2 separate regions of the Mus musculus genome follow, and region 1 is linked to region 2. A link is a contact called in public Hi-C data. All regions are on one chromosome and are shown on one strand. The core of a region is the stretch at or near the end of the contact, and the rest is flanking DNA. Distances in the headings are between cores, read along the strand shown.

The links. Hi-C and Micro-C count contacts between places; a contact is called where the count stands out from the background.
Region 1: a Hi-C map of pre-B cells shows a contact between it and region 2, with 4 times the contacts expected there. The contact joins two enhancer-like sites. A contact is called at or near these places in 9 of 15 datasets of contacts at CTCF or cohesin (the G1E-ER4 cell line, embryonic stem cells, hippocampal excitatory neurons and 4 more), 136 of 484 Hi-C or Micro-C datasets (the AtT-20 cell line, B cells, the Ba/F3 cell line and 65 more), 25 of 115 datasets of contacts at active chromatin or transcription factors (the NIH/3T3 cell line, PVALB interneurons, astrocytes and 13 more) and 2 of 9 other capture datasets (embryonic stem cells and embryonic tail).

What each region holds. Positions count from the first base shown.
Region 1 is chr15:34,902,528-34,907,753 of GRCm38.p6, reverse strand. The region is part of intron 10 of Stk3 (serine/threonine kinase 3); the gene reads left to right. Among named protein-coding and RNA genes, the nearest start is that of Gm52204, 5.1 kb to the left of the region's middle. Within about 2 kb of position 3,158, at least 30 of the 459 cell types and tissues checked have an H3K27ac peak or open chromatin away from gene starts, as enhancers often do. A contact at or near this core is called in the P5424 cell line, neural progenitor cells and pre-B cells, where this site is marked.
Region 2 is chr15:34,741,811-34,747,109 of GRCm38.p6, reverse strand. It overlaps Gm32970 (a long non-coding RNA gene), which reads left to right. Exons shown (of 7, transcript XR_383919.3): 7 at 643-2,140. Among named protein-coding and RNA genes, the nearest start is that of Nipal2, 66 kb to the right of the region's middle. Within about 2 kb of position 3,854, at least 20 of the 459 cell types and tissues checked have an H3K27ac peak or open chromatin away from gene starts, as enhancers often do. A contact at or near this core is called in the P5424 cell line, neural progenitor cells and pre-B cells, where this site is marked.

The DNA.
Region 1 (5,226 bases), core at 1,909-4,408, 160 kb before region 2:
CAGATGAGGCATTGCCAGCCTGTCCATAGCATGCGGAAGTGGGAAGAGAATCACTCTCAAGCTCCCAGTCTTCCTTCCCACCCCCCAGTAGCTAGGAAATGGTTACTGTGCGCTATACTGTTTAGAATAATTTTAGAGTATGGAGGGAATTTCGGTCATCTAATATATTTAAGGCGCCCTACAAATTATAAATCTATCTGAGTCCCTCCCTTACAGGATATTGCCTTCTAGTTAAAGAAAAGCAGATTTGTACCATATATAGAGAAAAAATTATTTCCAGTATTGTAACCAGCATAGGTCATTGGTAACCCTGTACTTCCCCATCGTGCCTGGGTTATCAGTAAAGCCACACAGCCTTATTTAGCGTCCCTCTTTCACAGCCACCACTAGTTAGCTGACCTAGACCAGAGAAGGTGAGGAGTGGGGAGAGAGGCAGGTGAGCACTGCTGACTCTTTCAGGTTTGCAATTTTCTCTGTCACTGCTCCAGTGCAGTTTCAGGTACGGAGAGACCCCAGTGACCTGACAGTCACATCAAAAGTTCTAGCAGTACTCCAGCACAGCCCTTAGCTGGGATACAATGGGAGGCCGAAAACCCTCAACAGCCCCATGCTCTAACGGCACAGGCTATGTAAGTTAAAATACCTTGTTTGAAAAAAATGGAATGAAATACTGTTTGACTTGAAGACTGTATGTTATAAAACACCCTGAGGGGCTTGAAGTAGTAAAAAGTCCTGACTTACAGTCTAAAAACAGCTGTCTAGGTGCCATCTCTGCCTGTGCACCATTATATCACCCGAACTGGCTATTCATTCTGAGTATTTGACTTCTAGTGAGTTTGGTTAGGTAAAGGAATTGGACTGTAACCTCACAGACTACTGCAACTAGGTAGATAGCTTGTGCTTTCATTCTCTCTGTCTCTCTCTGTGTGCCTCTCTCCTCTCTGTCTCTCTCTGTCTCTTTCTCTCATATGTATTTCTTCAGGAAAGTTTTTCAAGTCAATAATACAACACAGTCCCCTTTGTTCTGAAGTCACTACCATGCCCTTGATCTTCCCAGCTCAAAGAAATTTGCTCTTGTGTTATAGAGCAAGTTAATAAATATTTGTTGGATAAGTTGAATTTACCTGATTCATGAAAGGACTGAAAACAAACATTTTGCAACCATGTTTTTCACTAGTTTTCCTAAGAAGTTACTTTAGCCCATATCAGTCAACAGGTGCCTGCTAGCAGTATAAGAGTCTACAGGTTTGTTGCTTACCAGTAACTCTAAGGTTGTTCAGATGGCGCTAACAGCAGCAGTAGCTAGCTCAAGTGTTCTAGTAATGGAGACACAGCGCACATGGCCTGTTAGGTTCTCGTGTCTTCCCTCGTCTTCTTTCAGGTGTTGGGTTGGCTGGGAATGCAGTTCCTATGATACGTGCTTATTCTTCCTCCCTTGCCTCCACCTTTCATGCTGCCTCCCCGTGTCCTCTGGACTGTGCTCACCCCCTTTAGTTCCAATAGCACACTGTCCTACGGTTTGCAAGCTCAAGTTTATATGGTAAGTGAGGAGCCTAGTGACTCACAGTGGAAGTAAAACACTTCCAGGTTGTAAGCACCACTTGTACAGAGACTTCATTGGGTCCCTGTCACTTTCCCAGGCTTTAGCACCTCAGACACGCACACTTTCCTCTGCGTCTGTGTGACCTCGAGTGAGTCTGATTACATATGTCATTGTCACTTGACCATTTGCTTATATTTCTGTTCCTCGTCTGGTGGGGACTGTATTCCCTTATTATACGGTGTGGAGTAAATAGGTGTGTGGACATGATTTACATGGACCACTGTGAAGAAGAGTCATTCTTCACTTTTCCACACAAATTACTGTATTACTCTGGTCTTGTGGATGAGAAGCCTGCAGCCTAAAGGAGTTAAACTGCCCAAAGCCAGGGCTTCTGGAAGTCCCACTCCCTTCCCTCCAGTAATTTGCCTCCTAAGTGTCTCTTACTCAGTTCTTCCTGTCAGCTCAGGGGCTGCTGCCCTTGATCACCTCACAGCTGCACTGTGCATTGCTGCCTGCTCTGGGGCCCTAAACTCTGCTCTGGCACAACTGCTGCCGTGGCTGTGCATTTACTCTCGACTGTGCTGTTTTACAGTGAGTGCTTTATGTTTTGATGATGCTACCCAATATCCACCTGCTTAAACATAGCTCTTGGGTTTGATATTTTCAATTCTCCCATAATGTACTGTCTACAGAAATGTGTTTTTGTAAAAAATATTCATATGTCTGAAAGTTGCACATTAGATTCCAATAGTTTCCTTAGTGATTTAATATATTTTGGATTAAACTAATTTTAAATAATTAAATTTTATGTTATAAAATTTTATAAATTTGTTACTAGTGTGTGTGCCATGGCTTGCAGGTAGAGGTCAGAGGAGAGCACTGGAGAGTAGCTTCTCTCCTTCCAAGCTCAAGCTGTCGGGGCGCTGGCAGCAAGCACGTTACTAACTCGGCCGCCTTCTCTGTCATTTCTGAGCTATTAATGAAATAGTATTTCTTCTCACAGTACTAATAATGATACTTGGGCATTAAATCAGTACTGTTTTTAATGGCTGAGGCTGGCATTTTCTCAATTAACAGGAAAGAAATTATTTTCTTAGTTCAAATGGCTTCTTATTCTTGAAAGGTTGGAGCCTTGGAGTAAAGTGAATTGTATTATGTTTTTAGACCTTGGTAGCACACGTTAGAAAGTGCAACCTCACTTCGTCTATTAACATCAAACGCTAAATCCTCAGAGGCAGGCCTTTGGAAGTGAGGAAAACAGACTGGTGGATTTCTGCTCAATTGTACTGGCCTCAAGCGATGAAGACAACAATCCTAACCTTTGAGACTTTCATACTCCCCGTTCCCAAGCACACCCTAGGTTTTTCCCATAACTGAAACTCCTGCACCAACTAGCTGGTGCTAATTGCCACAGCAACTGCTGCTCCTTAGCCCCAGTTCAGTGGACGCTGGGTTAAGATAACTATTCATGCCCTACTCTAGTTGGCTGCTTGCCCTTGCTTCATTGTCTTTCTATGCACTAAACAAACGGTCTCCTGAAACAAGATCTGTTGGCCCTTGAGTTTCTGTTACTTTAAGGTCTTCCCTCAGTTGTTTTGTTCAAATGGTCTAGTGGCCAGAGAGATTGCAAATCATTTTCCTGCAGCGTTTGGCAATCCTGAGTATTTACTGCCTTGAAAACAATTTGAATTTATTGATTTTGAAATCTGTGATTACTTTCTAAAGTTTTTCTGCCTGTCTAAATTTACATTGGAAAAAATAGCCACAACAGAACACATTGGCCTATTTTTTGTGCCAAGACTTTCAGGGAAATATTTTATATGATTAATATAGTGTAGCTAATCTGGTGTAAAAAATCAATTTTATCCTTTTTTACTCATGAGAGCATGACCATCCTGTGTGAACTTTTTAAACAGCCTGTGACTTCACTGATCCAAAATTAAATGTCTTATTTATGTGTGTGTATTAATATAAATTGAACTTGGGCCGTGCATCTTTAAATGGAATTGCATCCACAGATCCATATCTTTCCTTAGCAGAACAGCATCCTAATCTTGTCCCTAGCAAGCTGAAACTAGTGGACTCTGAACCTGCCTCGTGAAATGTACTTTATGGTAGCAGACCATTTTAACAGATCTAGGTTCCAGTGAGAGCTAAGTCAGCTTCTCCTAAACTCACTCCCATCAAAAAAGAAACAACATTTTGTAAAATTTCAGGATAATTTTCTTCTATCAAATTCGGGGTGTGCGTGTGTGTAAAGACATTTGGCCTTTTGTTACAAGGTTGGCATGTTTTTCTGAATAATTAAATGTAAATACTTTGGGAAATAAAAACCAAGCTATTTGTAATGCCTACACAATACTTTATTATCCTTAGTGCTACAGCACCTCACAAATAACATAACTTCAGCCCAGGGAATAATTGACTCACCGTGGAGGTCTGGCTTCTTGTCTCATTAAATCTTCTGCAATAGCTGGGAGGTAGCTAGCAATTATTCTTCTTTCTGGTTGACATATGTGTAAAGTTAGGCACCAAGCAGTTAAGAGGTCATGCACAGAGTCTCTGAGGGAATGCTGTTTAGATATTGGTTATTGGATCTAATAGTTGCTGAATAAATATTGAGACTTAATTCCTGAGGGCTATTTTGGGAGGACTAAGTGCTAGAAAATGAGTTCTTACGCATTGTAGGCATTACCAATCTCTGTCCACAGTTACAGATTATTTTACTCTGTGTATGTGCGTGCATATACGTGTGTGTGTGTGTGTGTGTGTGTGTGTGTGTGTGTGTGTGTGTGTGTGTGTTTTATAAAAATATATTTCTTTCTTTGGATTTTGTTTAAAAACGTTTAGGGGTAAAAGCTATGTAAAATCATTTGGTAGCATTTGGACTTGAACAAAATTGCTTTTAGACTTTAAACCTTTGAGTTTATTTTTATAAAAGAAGGAAAGAATATTTTTAAAGTGTGTAATTTATCTAGAAGAATGCTGCATTATTTTATCTATAAGAGTTACATGCCAAAAATCTGTGTGCAGCTGTTTCTCTCTGCAACCCTTTGGAAAGATGAAGTAACATTAGTGTATGCTGTGTGTTTCAGAATGTTGAGATAGGACAAACAGGGCAAGCCTGGGATTTGAATCCATTGGATCTCTCATGTTAATCTTTGATGCTAGCTCAAAAAGAGCGTGAGAGGTATGGGCCTGTTTCCTGTTTGGTCAGTATCCTCTCTGGTGACTTGGAACTTCCTTTAGGAGCGAAAGTTACTAACAGAGAAGTGCAAGAGAACCCAGGCATGAAAACTCTATTGTGCACTGAAGAGAATGCATGTGGATCACACCAACTGTGTGTTCAGGTCATCTTCCTAACTTCCTTAAGGTACTTTGTGTCTTGAGATAGCTTAGCAAGTTCCTAAATACCCAGGCTACTGGCTCTCACTTCATTCCTCCATCCATTCACTCAGCAAATACTGCAAGGGCAGCTGTGAATCCACTAGAGTAAGAAGCAGACTCTGAGACCTGTTCCCGTCCAGTGTTCATACATGTGGGCTTCAGAATCACGCGGCATTCTTTCCCAAATTATACAGCTAATACTTGGGCAACTCTCCCAAACAAGAGAATACCAAAATTTGGGAGGAGTGGGAGAAGGGTATTCTGAATAAAGTCCTCCAGCTAATTTTTCTTCAACT
Region 2 (5,299 bases), core at 2,605-5,104:
TGTAAACAAAAGGGTGTGTGTGTGTGTGTGTGTGTGTGTGTGTAAGAAAGAAAGACAGTGAAACAGAAACAGACATTTGAGAGAGACAGAACATTACTGATAGTGGTCATATAGGAACTTCAAAGAAAAAAAAAAGGTAGCTAACTCTTATCAGATCATTTTCTGCAATAAGAATTTGCTGACCTAAGTTTGACCTTTAGAGCTTCCATCCCCCTTGTTTCCTGAGGTGGCAGCTGTGGGAGCAAATGGTGAGGGGAGGGTGAGGTCAGCTGGAAATGAAGGAAATCCTACGTGTGATTGTATGGTGGTATCAGGTGGAAGCAGCGTGCTTTTGTTCCCTCAGCCCATCTTCTAGAACTGTACTGCAGGAGTCTATGCTGAAGAGGAGACTGGCAGGGTGGTCTGAACCCACCTAGCTCAGCTCTGAAACAGGATGAGCAGACAGGGCACCATCAACAACCCAGATGCTCTCAGAAAAGAGCCCATTCTCTGTTTATGTGCGAGCCCCCCACAAGTCCTGCCATTGTACTCCTGAAGCCTGAACTCAGAGCTACAGTGAAGTCCTAAGCTCACATCTGTCACTCTCTCCATCTCCCCACAAAGTCATTGATAACCAAATGGGTGTTTGTATTCTCTCTAAAGGAGGCTGCTGTCGCAGGATCTGGATCTCCTTGCACCATCCTCTCTGTCTTCTTCTGAGAATATCATTGAGCCAACCTACCTTCCTCCGGTGGGAAGATATACTTCTGCACAGCCCTTCCTGGGAGATATTTACCACCTGGATTCCATGTGAACTGATTCCACCAGGAATTTGTGCAGTGTCTATAAAGCAGGTTCCAGCTCATGAAGGACAAAGGCTGGCAGCAAGGACTAAGCTGAGATTATCATGCCCTTGGGACTGACTTGAGTTCAAAATGCTGTGTGACCTAAGCCAAGAAGTAGCAGAAGTCACATTAGGATCCTTTGTCACATTCTGAAGGTGGATCTCCACACCTCATCAGACCAGCACACCTGCTTTAGTCTAGGCCTCTTCTAGAAGCCAGCATGACATTCCAGTGCACGCCACATCACTGTACAATACATGTCTTGTGCACAGGTGTGCTGCTCTGTCCCTGTCCCCCAGCAAGGTAGCTGGAGGTGTCAACCCAAATAGATCCTGAAATCTGTTCAGCACTCTCATTCCAATCATGAAGGTAGCTCACCTTGACTGTAACATTCATCTCATGTCAGACATTGATCTATGCTTTTCATTAGCAGATTTAATCCTCTCAGCAATACAATGAGGAAACTGAAACATGAAGAGACCAAGTGGCTGTCCAAGTCCACAAGCTAGAAAAGGGAAGACAGCCTCCTAGCAGGGCCAATGCTCTTAGCCACATATCTTATGTACATGGGGGCCATGCCTAGTTTTAAAAAGACAGTTGTGTCTATGTGTCTGCAGCTACATCTTTATACTGTGGGGAAAACGTGGGGCCTAGACTGAAGAATGTGTGGGTCAGAAAGTGGCTCTCCCACCACCAAGGTTGTTGGTCATCTCTGAACACTCAAAATCAGGCCAATGTTCTCTCTGTCCATCTGCTGTGACTGGAAAGGGGTGTTCAGTGCAATGAATACATTGGCTGTCTGCCTCTTTGCAGTGATCAGACTGACAAGACCCATCTTTGACCCTGTTGAGTTTGGGTCCAATGAGTATGGAGAGTATAAGAGAGTGAGTTAAATGGTTGTGTAGTGAGCATCTGGCACTGCTAGGAGATGCTCTAGAAATCACTGATCTCTATTCATTTACATATTTTACATAAAAGTCCAGAAGATGCATTCTTGTATCCTGTTACAGTTTGAATGTGAAGTCTCCCCTCCCCAGCTCATATTTTGAAGTTTTGGGCTTTTTCCCCCCCACCACCAAGATGACAGTGTTATTCTGGAGGGTCGTACAATGACTATGAGGTGTCTGAAGTAGGCCCCTGGTGGCAGCCCTTTCAAGGTCTTGTTTGGCCCCTGCTCTGGGCCCATTCTCCTCGCTCTCTTGTTCACCGTGCTGAGACATCTCCTCCACACTTTTCCACTCCCATGCCTTCCTCACCACCACTGGCTGAAATCCCTTTTGATATTCTGAGCCAAAATAAACTTCTCCTTCTTTAAATGGTTTGTTTCAGATATTTTGGTCACATCAACACAAAGTAACTATGAACAGTACATAGCTTTAGCCAACTGGCCTGTTAACAAAGCTATCTAGTTGCTGGAATGCAAAGAGAACCATGAGCCTTAGACTCTACCCTGGTGTTCAGTTAAGCAGAGATAATGCCTTCATAATCTGAAAAAATGGCTGTTCCATAAAATATTAAGGTGATGGAGCTGTCTATAAGCAGGAGCTTCCAGAGAAGGAAGAATATTCCTTACAGTGCACCAGGGAAGCCAGATAGCATATGACAAGGACTATACCATTCACAGACCAGACTTCATTAATAATAAACCTTGTTAATTCAAGGAGTGTTAGATGCAGGACTAAACATGAAGATACAGCAAGGAAAGCCCCACCTTTGTGTTTATGGTGGTGTCGAGGGGTCAGTAGCTAGTTATACAAATGAAACCGAAGGATTAAGCATAGAATTGTTTAGGGGAGAGTCTAATGTCTCTTCCACTCTTGTGGGGTCAAGGTGGCTCCCATAATGAAGTAATTTATAATTCCATATCTTAACGGAAACGAGGAAAAGGATATGGAAGGGGACACACTGAGAGAACGAGACCCTGAGTGTGGTAGAACCCAGGGAAGAGAAAGCATTTGCAGGTCTCCATCTCCAGGACAGTGTCCAACATGCATTTGACATCTAACCAGCACTGTGATGGAAGACAGAAGGAAGGACATTGGCCTCCAGAACCACCCGAAACACAAAACTGCAAGGCTTTCAGAAAGGCATAGAGAGCAGAAAGGACAAGAACTGAGACATGGTGGCCTCGGGGATGAGAGTCTGCAGGGCTCTCCCAAATCACATTACAGAGTTAGGACTCTAGCCTGGAGGTAATGGAAGGCCCTTGAGGGATTCTAAGAAGATCAGATTTAAAGATCCTCCTGGATGCTGGATGCTAGAGAGGATCTAGTCATGAGAAGCCAAATAGAGTCACCCAGGAAGGAGAGCCCAGCAGCCTGATTCTGTTATAAGCGTTTAGGAAGACACTGATTTCGCCTTTTCGTCACTTTCTCTTGGTTCCTTTGGGAAGCTCTAAAGACATGTGGTTGTACTCTCCATGCCACAGCTGTTTGCGGGTGACAGATGGCACCCAGTTGTGTGCCTAGGAGCTCACGTCTTTTCCCCAGAGTATCTTTACTTTGTTTCTCAGCACAGGAAGGAAATACCATTTTCCCAGCTCTTTCTTTAGAAAAGTCACTCCTCATTTGCTTATGAGAGCTTTTGGTCTCTGGACCATGTTTGGATTCCATGCGTGCATTGTGTTGCACTGCGGTCCAGCTCAAGGGTGGCTCTGCCTTTCTTGGTTTTCTGGAGGCAGTGTACTTTCCTCCTGATGCTTATCTTCAATCCCTTTCTCAGAATGTCTTGCCCATGAACTCTCTAACAGCATCACAATCGGTGCCAAGTGGCGTGTTTCAATAGATTTCTCAAATAGGTCAGATACTGAGCCAAAAAAGACAGGATGCCTCAATACAAAGCCGCACATTTCTGAGAATCCTTTAGTAGCTGTCCTCTGCCCTCGGGATAAAGTACACCACCCTCCTCCCCCGCATCCCGTCCCCGTATCTGTTGTTTTGGACAGCCGGCTTCTGTCTTTACTCCACCTTCTTTAAACCCAAGCAAAGTTTTTTGAGCAAAAGGGTGGACCACTAGAGAACTGGAATGGCAGCTTGAACCAGGGGGAAGAGCTCCCCCTGCTGGCGGGTAGATCCGCTGCACTTTAGTCGTGGTTGTCCTTGTATCTCAAAAAGCATTTAGGTGTGTTTTATAAAGATTTTTCGGGTTAAATCGAATCATGTGTGGAAGTGGGTTTAGGGTGTGTACTTTTAGAAGGAAATCCATGACAAATCCTTTCTGTGACACAAGAAAACCTTTTAAGACAGGGAAATAATCACTTATCATCATCATCTCTTATGTCTCTGATGCTATTGGGGCAGCATGCCGAAGGGGTTCTCCTGGGGTGCTGCTCCTGTTGAGAGCGCTGAGGAAAAGGCACAGTAGCTGAATATGATGCCCAATTCTCGCACGTCTGACATTTCCATACCTTACAAAGGAGGCTTTTTTTTTTTTTTTTTTTTTTTTTTTTTTTTTGGCTTGTGTCTATGAAGTGGTTAGTGCTTCTCATAGCTTGACTGGGGGTGGTGTCAGCAGCCCTGGGCTGGCAGATTCAACAAGACCAACGCACGAATTTGGAAAGAAATCAACTCTTCCTATGGGTCTTGGCTCCAGAATGATCAAGAGGAAGAAAGCAGGAGAGGACAAGAGAAACACCGCCTTCATGAGCAGGGTATCAGCCATATTACCCAAAGGAACTGTGTCGGTCACAGTTAGGGTTGTTTTCCCTCCCTCCAGATGTTGTGTGTTACTGAACCTGTAGTTGGTAAGCACATACATGCCCCCCTTAGCAACGGTCAGTGCCGGCATGATGGCTGGCTTCAGGTGTAGAAGCTACAACTGAGCATGAACACACACACACACACACACACACACACACACACACATACACACACATAGTGTGCTGCTGGAACTACTGTATGATCTCTCACGAAACAGAGACCCAGTCTCATTTTGTAAATGCTTGGTCACATGGTAGGATGAAGCCCACATTCAAGTAGATTTGGCCCAAGCAATAAGATTAGGGGTGTAGGCTTGATCTCTTTGCTGGGAATTTGAATATTTCCATGAGCTCTCAAGTGCAAATCCAGCATATTCTTTGACCTGGAATCCCAGGAAGGTGAGCCCTGAGTAGTTTTCAGACTAGATTTCATGGAGCTCCGAGGTTGAAAGAATCAGCTTGCTCTTTTGTAGTTGGATTGCTTGCAACAAAAAAGGAGTAACCAAGGGGATTCCCACTCACCTGGCCATCTACTGGATCCAGAAACCACTGGACCTGAAAATCGTGCTCACAGCACCTTGAGCTAGGGGCATGAAGGAAAATCTAGAGTAAAAAAACAAAAAAGACTTTTGCTTCTTCAATTGAGAGGGCAGACAGGCTACATGCATTTGAAATTGGTTATAAACACTAGACCCACCAGCTACAATTTAGGAGGTCTTATGTGCAGTCTGCCCAGTCCAGGTATTTTAATGCTGTGTTGCAGGGAAGTAAAGGCCAG